2 separate regions of the Mus musculus genome follow, and region 2 is linked to region 1. The links are chromatin contacts, called in public Hi-C maps. All regions are on one chromosome and are shown on one strand. The core of a region is the stretch at or near the end of the contact, and the rest is flanking DNA. Distances in the headings are between cores, read along the strand shown.

Region 1 (4,919 bases), core at 1,702-4,201:
AATATATTCATGTAAATAAAAATACAATTGTTGTATTTTACCTAATATAATACCTAATATAAACATTATACCTAAGTAAATATTCTTATGTTATAAATCATAGGTTTTCATAGATTTTTAAGCTAAATGTTTAATTAAATTCATCCATCTATCCATTCCACAAACGGTCCCTAGGATGTGCCTAGCACTCTGCTAGAAACAAATATGATTAAGATCACAGTCCATGTTAGCAAAGGCACATAAGCTATCCAGAGAGACACACATCATCAGAGATTTAGAGAGTGGTGTGGCACTTAATACGCAGTGAAGAGGTATGCAGGGTTATGAAAAGAGAAACATGGAGCAAGAAGAGGAGATGATAGGAAAAAAATCAAGGGTAGGAAAGCTTCCAGAATTCTATGCTGGCACCTGAGGAGGACGGCAACAAGCCTGGGGCCTCCATAAACTCCACAGACGTGAAGGGTTTACTTCTCATTTGTTTCATTTGGCTAACCCCAAAGGCTGTGAATCCCAGGCTTAGGGACTGTTGTTAGAAATAAGTGGACAAGACTGGTGGGGTGGTGCTTGCATATTTGTATGGAAATGAAGAGGACTCCTGGCAAGTGGGAGAATGACCTGGAGCCTCGTTAGAGCAGAGGGAAATGTGTGAGACCTCAGGGATGTTAATAGCTGGAATGGGTATCTAATGCCCATATCTAATGCCTATAACATCAGCAAACAAATATCTCCTTCACAGTAGAGTGAAACTGGGTTCTTCAATCTCAGAATAAAGATTCCCACCATTCCTCGCATACCTGTGGCAGACTCATATCTTAAAGGTAAGGTCAGTTTTGGGAGACTTGTACCCATAGTCCCTGGCTTCACTGATTCTGTTCCCAGTTATCCTTTCAGCCTCCAGAAGGTGAAAGCCAACCTTGCCTGCCGCCTGGAAGGGTGAAATGGAGTGGATTTTCAGATGCAAGCAGACCCAGATAAAGCAATTTGCTCGCCTGTAAAAGGTGGAATCCTTCGCTGGGCGGAGAAGACCTAGTTTTACTGGGCCTAACGGGTAGCACAGTACAGATTTGTTTCACTAGATTTGATATTTGGAATTCTGCTCTCTGCCTCCTCCCTCCCTCTCTTGCCCCACCTTTCCGTCCCTCTCTGCACCTCTTTCTCCTCTCCACTTCTCTCCTCCCTCTCTCTCCCCTCTCTGGCTCTCCTCTGCTCCTTTCCACCTGATTCACCTTCCTCTTCTGTAAAAGCAGGTAAAGTGGGAAAGGCTACCTTACAAACTATGAGAACTATAGCGAAAGTATTTGAAAAAAGGCCGCTAAGTGAGATATTTTGAACACACTTTGAGGAATATAGCACATAGATAGCAATTAGTACACACATCATATAACTAAACACTCCATTTCCTCCTTCAAAATGCTTATTAAAATTCAATGAAACTCAATGCTCATGAAAATTCACCTTAACACTGTTTCAACTACTCTGAAGCCCGAAACTCATCACATTTCCCTCAAACTGGAAATACCAGTTTATAAAGGCGACTATTTAACAGAAATTACTTTTTCCTAAGTCGAAACAAACTTTCGCTTTAATTTTTAACGTTTACACCAACAGTTCCTTTCACCTTTTAGATTGTTTGTTTGCTTGCTTGATAAGTCTTTTAAAAATCAGCATATTTCCAGGCTGGATCTGTAGTTACCGTCGTCTGCAGGGCAGAGCTCAACTAAAACTACAATTCTACAATTCCAGGGGATCCAACACCCTCTTCTGGTCTCTGTGGGCATTGGACGTACGCGGTGCAGTTGCACACAAGTAAGCAAAACATAAATACACGGTATTTATGGGAACTATTACTAACCTGCATCGTCCTGCTTCTGTAACCTGAAGGTTTTCTGCTCCTCGATCAAGCAGAGAAGCCATGGTGCTATACCTCATTTTTGTTAAAAGTTCATATCCTGTCATGCTTGCCAACAGCGACCACGTTAATGGAAGTATGGAACCAGTAGTTTTCCCCTTTATAAACCTGTCTTTAACGGTCGGGGCAGTCTCTCTAGACTTGTAGTGAGTGCGTGCCCTCGGCCGGGTCTGTGCAAATTTCAAATTAAAAAACAGCTCGTCCTAGTCTCTTTTTGAACGGTCCGGCTATAACTACCACCACCACAATTTATTCTCAACACTGAACAAATTTTGTAAGACTCTTCAAGACGGAAAAGTAACTAGAGGGTAAGGTTTAAGTACCTCTCAGTCCATAAAGTATTTTCTGCAGTAGCGCTGTCATTGCAAGACACTTGCATCGCTGTCTGCCCTCTCCTTCGAGGAAGCAGAAAGGTCAGAGACAAATGCTAAACTGGCAGCCAAGGCAGCCGGAGCTTCAGATGAGAGTTGGAACGATTTTTTTTTTTAAAGGACCTGGCAGAATATGAATTTTCAGGAGAAAAAGGACATCCCAGAGCTAAAGAGCGGGAAGAAAGTGATTAAGAAGACTATCTCTAGCCCTAAAAATGGGTCCAGTGTCACGGAGCTTTGGGACCATTTTTGTTAATCGGCTGATATTCTAGTGAAAGAAAGGTATCTTGGGCGTTTGTTTAACTTAAAAGTCTCTGGGCTAAGGAGAGCTACACCAGATCCAAGGTTGTGTATCCACCTGCAGCTCCCATAGCCTCAGCCTGGCTAACCTTAAGCCCGAACCACCCGGGAGGTGCAATAGGTAGCCCCTCTAGTACGCCTCGCCAAACTCTATGGTTGTGGCGCACGCGCAAAAGCCTTCCCGTCGCACAAAGGCCACGGAGAGAAGGTCCGGCGCCTGCGTTCTGCCTCTCTCGGGCGAGAACGCCCTCCTCCCTCCCTCCCGGCCAAATGAATGCCGCGCCACGCCTGCGCCCTGAAGACTTGCGGGACTTTTATCGCACAGGCGGCGGTGGTGACGTGATGGCTGAGGAGGAGGGCGTGAAGGAACGACGGAAGCCGAGAGGGACCTGGGGCGGAAGGGGACCCGGGCCAGGCTTGTGTTCGGTTCCTTGGCGGGGCTGGGGTTCCGATGTGGTCCCCGGAGCGGGAGGCCCAGGCCCCGACCGGGGGAGACCCGGCGGGCCTCCTGCCGCCCGAGTGGGAGGAGGATGAGGAGCGCATGTCTTTTCTGTTCTCCGCCTTTAAGAGGAGTCGCGAGGTGAACAGCACCGACTGGGACAGCAAGATGGGCTTCTGGGCTCCGTTGGTGCTGAGCCACAGCCGCCGCCAAGGGGTGGTGCGCCTGCGACTGCGGGACTTGCAGGAGGCCTTCCAGCGCAAGGGCAGTGTCCCGCTGGGGCTGGCTACGGTGCTGCAGGACCTGCTGCGGTGAGGACCGAGGCCGAGAGGGCCAGGCGGGGGGCGGCTCCCCAGGGCTGACATCAGACCTGCCCCTTGACAGCCCAGACTCCGCGTCCAGGGTTTGTTCAGTGGGTGGAGGAGGAGGAGGGGGACGAGGAGGCTGCTCCACGGATGGATGTCTGGACTCAGAGAGAAAGAGGGGCTGGGATGGTTGGAGTGACTGGGGATAGGCAGAATGGTCCAGAAGAGACCCATCTTTGCAGAGGTGTCAGCGGGACACTTGAACTGGGATCCTGTTATGCAGTTATTTCCACAGGACCTCCAGACTTGAATTACTTTTACAGCAGATCTCTGCGGTGGGTACTTTGAACTAAGAGAGAACAGAGCTAAGGAGAGAGTACTCATGGGATTCTAGACATCTTGACAAGAGAACTCTGGTACAGGTCGTACAAGTAGCCTTTCCTGGTATGTCCGGGACGGAGATTATTTAGACCAGAGAGGAGAGTTTAACTGTGTAGCTGGGGGCCTCTGAAAGAGCTTTATGTGATAAATGTGTGTGATAGATACAGTGTTCAGGTTGTGCTTGAAGAGGTGGCATATCTGATAGATGACTGGTACTTCATGGTTTCAGATACTGTCAAACTCCACTCTCTGGCTTTTTTAATAGTCCAGGGCAAGATAATGCAGTTATCTTTATTAAAAATAAACAGTCTCAGAGAGATTAACCTATTCCAGGTTACACAGCTAGAGTAACCCCAGGGCTGGATCCTTCCTTTGAATTCGAAATCATTTGTATTTCACACTGTACATGTTATGCCCAGCCCAGCTCAGCCCAGCACCGTGTCTCTTTCTATGAACAAAGAGAAAGCCAAGGGTCTGCGTTTGTTTTAGGATAATGCTTTCTCATTAAATGGTCGCCCTTCTTGACTTCTGTTCCCAGTACCTTTCATTGCCCGACCTTGACCTAAGAAACCGTCCTGAAATTCTCCTCTGAGAAACTGTCCTTTGAAAAATGTTTTACCAGATGCCCAAGGTGGAAAACAGTTAAGTCAGCAAGGGACAAAACCAAAATGGGCCTCCTGATACAGGACAGTCGTGGAGCCTGTCCAAATCCAGAGACCTTTAACACCTTGACCTCCTCTGGCTCCTGATCCTTGAAACATCCTGGTACTTGTCCAAATTTGATATCCATACATCTACAGCGTTGCTCAAGGGCCACGCCGTTGTGAAGATCCTGGCTTTACTATTTTCTATGCTGTGGCCTGCATAGGATACAGGTGCCACCTATAAGCCTTAGTTTGATCAATTATCAAATCACAGTAACATTATATAGGTCAGTTGTGAAAACTTGAAGATCTTTATACAACCCTTAGCAGTAATTTCCCATGGCCGGTATTTCGTAGACTTGGCTGCTGTTGTTACTACCACCAGGAAATACATCTCACTTCCAGCCTAGCTTAGAGGCAGCATAAAACCCCAGTCTGTGTAGCTTTTGGCCTTCTTCCTCGGATCTGCATGACACACAGGGTTTTTCATTTGATTGTTCCCAGGCCTGTTGATAGAAGAAAACCTCCACATAGGCCCAGTGAAGCCTTTTGTGCCTCTGTTGCCTTAGT
Region 2 (4,919 bases), core at 823-3,322, 120 kb before region 1:
CATTCTTCCACACACCCATCCATCCATCCATCCATCCATCCATCCATCCATCCTTCTACTTACTCAACTCTCTGTCCATCTATATATCTATCCATACACTTACATCTCCATCCATCCATTTATCCACCCACTTATCCATTTGGCTTCCCATCCATTTATCTACCCATTCATCTATCCATCTGTCCATTCACCTATTCACCATTCATTGATTGATCCGTCCATCTGCCCATCTGCGTCCATCCGCTCTCGTCAATCACTCCCTTCTTACCCAGCCAGCCAGCACAGGGGTCTGCCGTGCCAATGGGGGACCGCAAGCGATTCAGTGTTTACAAGGTGGTCGCTGTGCTACAAGATATGAATGAGCGACAGAAGGAGTGCAAATGCTCTGTTGATGACATCAGGGATACTTAGAGAGCTTGGAGCAAGACATCAGCAAGAATGGAAAGTAAAGTTCAGAGCCAGTAGTCAGGGAAGGCTTCCTGGAGGTGGAAGCAAAGCTCAAAGATGGGAGAAGCCTGTGCAGTGGTATGGAAAGGCAGGTACTCCCCACCCCCACCCCACCCCACCCCCGAGATGGGGCAACAGAGGCCTGCCCCATACTTCTGCCAAGGCTTCAGGGCTTGCTTGGCAGGGTGGGGGGTGGGCAAGTCCCCTGACAGTTGAGCAACGCTGGTCACTTAAATTTGGAAATGAGGTGGTATTTCCGCTAAGCCGTGTGCCAACTCTTACCATTTCCCATCAACCCTGGGGACTCTGAGGCAATAACTTCCTCCTCTAGCTGAAGAATCGAGCCCTTCTTACCCACGCCTGGCTTTCTAGGTACCTTGTTCCAATATGGCACCTCTTCCTCTCTGCCTCCACCTGTTCCGCTACAGCTGCCTCTTCCCTGAAACTCTTCAAGGGAGCTCCGGCAGACTGCCACCTTCTTTAAGGACAGTCCCTCTGTCCTCCCCACCCTCCTTTCCGTCTTCACCAGAGGAGCTTGCTTTCAGCATCCCCTCCCTCAAATCCCCCTCAGAGCCCTTGGGAGTGATTGGCCTCCAGAGCCCAGGGTTCTAGTGTTGAGCCTAGCACTGCCACCACCCAGCTCAGCACCGCTAGGTCTTTACACACATCAGAACAACCCTTGCTTCCCCCCCACCCCACCCCACCCCCGGACCGCAGCCCCTCTCCCTGCTTCTTCTCACAAGCAGCTCCTGACATTCCATTGGGGATCTAGCAGAGAGAATGGAAGCCATTGTTTGGTCTGGGCACTAGCAACACCATCCAGCAAGGATCCTGGTACTTACCACTAACCCCTTTACAAAAGCAAATGCTTTGTTCACAGGTCTGATGACAGAATTGAATGGACCCACAGCATAAATAGGGCCCAGCATCAAGTGCCACACAGTGCAAGCTTCTCAGTACCCCTGGCTTTACCTTCCCCTGAGTCTTACATTTTTCAGAAAGCATTAGATCTGTGCTAGCACAAAACTCCTATTTCTTTCTGCCCTCTGCTTCCACCAAACCTTCCTTGGTGAGTCTTGATTCTCCTTGGTAGCGTTAAGCCTCTTTTCTCTCACTTCTACCCTTCACCTGCAGGCTGAGACAATAGATTTCTGGACGAGGCAGACCCCTCCCCCCCCCCACACACACACACACACTTCTCTCTTCTGCATGCATGCTCCAGGACATCAGTGTAAACTCAGTGAAACCAGACTCAGAACTGGTCTCCAGTTCCTCCCTCCAGGGGAGGTCAGGAACTTGGCAGTCTACAGCTCCACCTAGTGGGCCCCTGCAGCAATAGCAACACAGAGCTGGCGACTCCCCAGGGATTGATGAACTAATAAATTTTGGTGAAGACAAAGGTCTCACCCTACAGGGCTATGCTGGGTTTCCATAGAATACGTTGGGCCGGGGTGGGAGTGGGGTGGGGCTGGAGTCTTGCCCAGTGTAGCAGCAGTAGCTGTCCTTTCTCTGTTCCTCTTGACTCTGTTCCTAGGCATGACATTGGCTGAGGTCTTCAGCGAGGAGGGAGAGTGGGGGAGGGGGTATTGCTGCTCAGTGTCCTGGAGGGAAGACTGCCCACTGGAAAGGTGTGTAGTGTCACAGTTGTACCCCAGGTAAGCCAGCACAGCTTTGTATATCAGCCGCATCAACTGGGAGGCGTCACATTTGATCTCCAGTAGTGAAAGCACTTGGAGGGAGACAGACAAGCCAGACCCACCCTCATGAGCAACCCTGGTGATGCTGCTTCCCTGGCTACCTGTTTTGCCAGGTCTGATCTGCCTGATCAGGGTGGGTGGCACGGGGCCTCTGGGGCCGCACTGGGGAGGAGAAAGAACCCTGTAGTCCCTTCCTGCCCTATTGCACAGAAGGGTCAGCACCTTCTGTCTACCCACACTTGTGACTTGCCATGTCATTTCTGGACACTGGTACCCCAGCCTCAGCCACTGATGCCTTGTGGGCTCTGTCTGGGCCAGGAGACAACAAGAGGAAAACAACAACCAGAAGGATGAAATCGGAAACTTCCCCTCTTTCCCGTTTGCATGGTCTGTCCCTAAGCTTTCTGAACCTTCGAGCCCAAGGAAGTTTCCAGAACAGGTATCAAAGTTATTTTCCAGGAAAAGAAGTAGTCACAGTTCCCAAAAGACTCTGGTGTCCTGTTTTAGATGATTTCAAACACCAGAAGGACACATTGCATACTTCAAGAATCCAGAGCTTTCAGCCATGAGTCCACCGTAGGAAAGACACAACCTCCAAGCCAGTGGTTCTCAACCTGTGGGTCACGTCCCCTTTGGGGGCTTGTCAAATGACCTTTTCACGGGGGTCACCTAAGACCATCTGCATATCCGATGTTTACATTATGATTCATAGCTATAGTAAAGATTACAGTTATGAAGTAGCAACAAAAAGTAATTTTATGGTTGGGAGTCACCACCACATGAGGAACTATATAAAGGATTAGGATTAGGGAGGTTGACCACCACTCCAGGCAATAGCTGCCTGACTCCTGCAAACCTGGCCCTCCAAGTTCCCAAGAAAAGTGAACTAAAGGCAAGTCAGGGCCCCACGTTCTCCTTCAGCCAACCCAGTTCACTCACATCCAAAGCCGTGTGGAACTTGACTATCGGCGCCTGCCAGGCCGTGATCTTCTGTCTGTATAGATTGCACTTAGGAACAATTTTACAGCTGATGTTCCCCATCTCCATGTAGAAAACTTCTAGGTTCCTACGGAGAGAGGGGCAGTCACGTCATGTCAGGGTTTCAGCGAATCCCGGGGTTCACAAGGCTACTGCAGTCCAGCACCACTGAGCATGCAGAGTTGAGAGGAGTTAAATTCTAAACCTGACAACCAACCAGCTGTGTGACCCCAGAGCTGTGGGACTGAGACCCGATGCTTTTGTCCCAGGGTCTACTTGCCTGAGACAGGGACAGTGTCTACCTCATGTGGTTGGTGTGAGGACACAGCACTGGTCAGTGGGTAGAGCAAAGCCTAGCATGCTATGAGTTGTCATCCTTAGTATGCCAAAGATCGACTCACTCTCAGATGTGTGAATCCCTCAAGAAAGTGGTATGATGTCTGCATTCACACACACACACACACACACACACACACACACACACACACACACACACACATGTCTTTCTGTGTAGTCAGCTCATTTCTGTAGTGTTTATGATGCATACAGCAAAATTGCTGTGTGGTAGTACCCTTTAGGAAGTGTAAACAAAGAGCTGTACTTGCCCAATACTGAAGCAATGTGTGTGTGCAAGTGTATGCATATATATAGTGTGTGTGTATATGTGCAATTGTATGCACATACATAAATATATACACATATACAAGTACACATATACTATGTGTGTACTTGGGTGTATATCTACATATGTGTCTATACATGTGTATATGTGTTTATGTGTATGCATGTGTATGTGCATACATATCCCTATGTATGCATGTGTATATGCATATACACATGTGTGGTACCCAGAGTCTTGTACATACTGGGAAAGCACTCTATCACTGAGCTACACTCCCATATTCTCTGCCATTTTTTTTTTCCTTTTTTCTTTTTGAGACAGGGACTTCCTATACAGCCCAGGCTGCTCTTGGTCTCTTGTGTTCATATACCTGCTGATATAGGAAGCTGTGTGGGTTGAGCTGTGCAATTGTGACAGTGTACCTTCTAAGTGTTTGGCTTACGAAACGTGTGAGTGGGCCTGATTCAGAGGTGGTCCCTTGGCCCAAACATTTCCAACTCAGGACTGGCTGAACCCACAGATGTGGAACCTGCCAATGGAGTAGAAAATTGACTGAATTGGGCCTATGAGGACACCGTGCCTGAGCTTGTCAGAATATTCTTATTACACAGAGACCAGGGCTTGTGTTTCCCAGCCTTTCCCGGTACCCCAACACAGCTGAGCTAGCCCCTAAATAGACAATGGCTATTTACACCACCATGCCCTGCTGGCGTTATACCTGAAGGACACCCAGGGAGAATGTAATTTGAGGATCATATCTTCAGGAGTGTTCCTGTAGGAGTTGAGAGGAGGCCAAGGGTAGCCTCCTAGCGAGACCCACATGGCCTTTTTCCAGCCCCTGCTCCTCAGTGCTTTCAGTAGCTCCAGGATCAAATTTGGAGAGAGGCAGTTGGGTCCAGAGCAGCTGGTAAACCACACATGGTGTGCTTTGGTGGGTGGGCACCCCCACCACCTAGACTTGGTCTCTGTCCTTCCAGAGAGTGGAAGGAGCAGTATGAATTGTCCAAATCAACACTGCAGGAGTATTAGTTGTTTCTCTTAACTTTTTGCACGTGTGCAACACTCTTTTGGGGTGACAAAGTTTGGGCAGTTTCGAAGACATCTTTGGGAATAGATTTTTCTTTCTTTTTTTATTTTGTTTGTTTGTTTTGTTTTGGGGGTTTTTTGTTTGTTTG

What was found. Hi-C and Micro-C count contacts between places; a contact is called where the count stands out from the background.
Region 2: a Hi-C map of the CH12 cell line shows a contact between it and region 1, with 2.9 times the contacts expected there. The contact joins the enhancer-like site here to the promoter of Chmp7 in region 1. A contact is called at or near these places in 21 of 39 promoter capture datasets (the 3T3-L1 cell line, 3T3-L1-derived adipocytes, the C10 cell line and 14 more), 3 of 15 datasets of contacts at CTCF or cohesin (the NIH/3T3 cell line, large pre-B cells and pro-B cells), 54 of 484 Hi-C or Micro-C datasets (the 3T3-L1 cell line, the AML12 cell line, B cells and 37 more), 6 of 115 datasets of contacts at active chromatin or transcription factors (the 230-238 cell line, embryonic stem cells, large pre-B cells and 2 more) and 3 of 9 other capture datasets (adipose tissue, liver and pancreatic islet).

What each region holds. Positions count from the first base shown.
Region 1 is chr14:69,730,602-69,735,520 of GRCm38.p6, reverse strand. It overlaps Chmp7 (charged multivesicular body protein 7), which reads left to right and starts at 2,951. Exons shown (of 10, transcript NM_134078.4): 1 at 2,951-3,330. The coding sequence starts at 3,032. 4930480K23Rik (RIKEN cDNA 4930480K23 gene) reads right to left here and starts at 2,687. Exons shown (of 3, transcript NR_130157.1): 1 at 1,853-2,687.
Region 2 is chr14:69,849,919-69,854,837 of GRCm38.p6, reverse strand. Pebp4 (phosphatidylethanolamine binding protein 4) reads right to left here. Exons shown (of 7, transcript NM_028560.4): 3 at 3,084-3,210. Among named protein-coding and RNA genes, the nearest start is that of Pebp4, 12 kb to the right of the region's middle. Within about 2 kb of position 2,072, at least 24 of the 459 cell types and tissues checked have an H3K27ac peak or open chromatin away from gene starts, as enhancers often do. A contact at or near this core is called in the CH12 cell line, the HL-1 cell line and stem cell-derived neural stem cells, where this site is marked.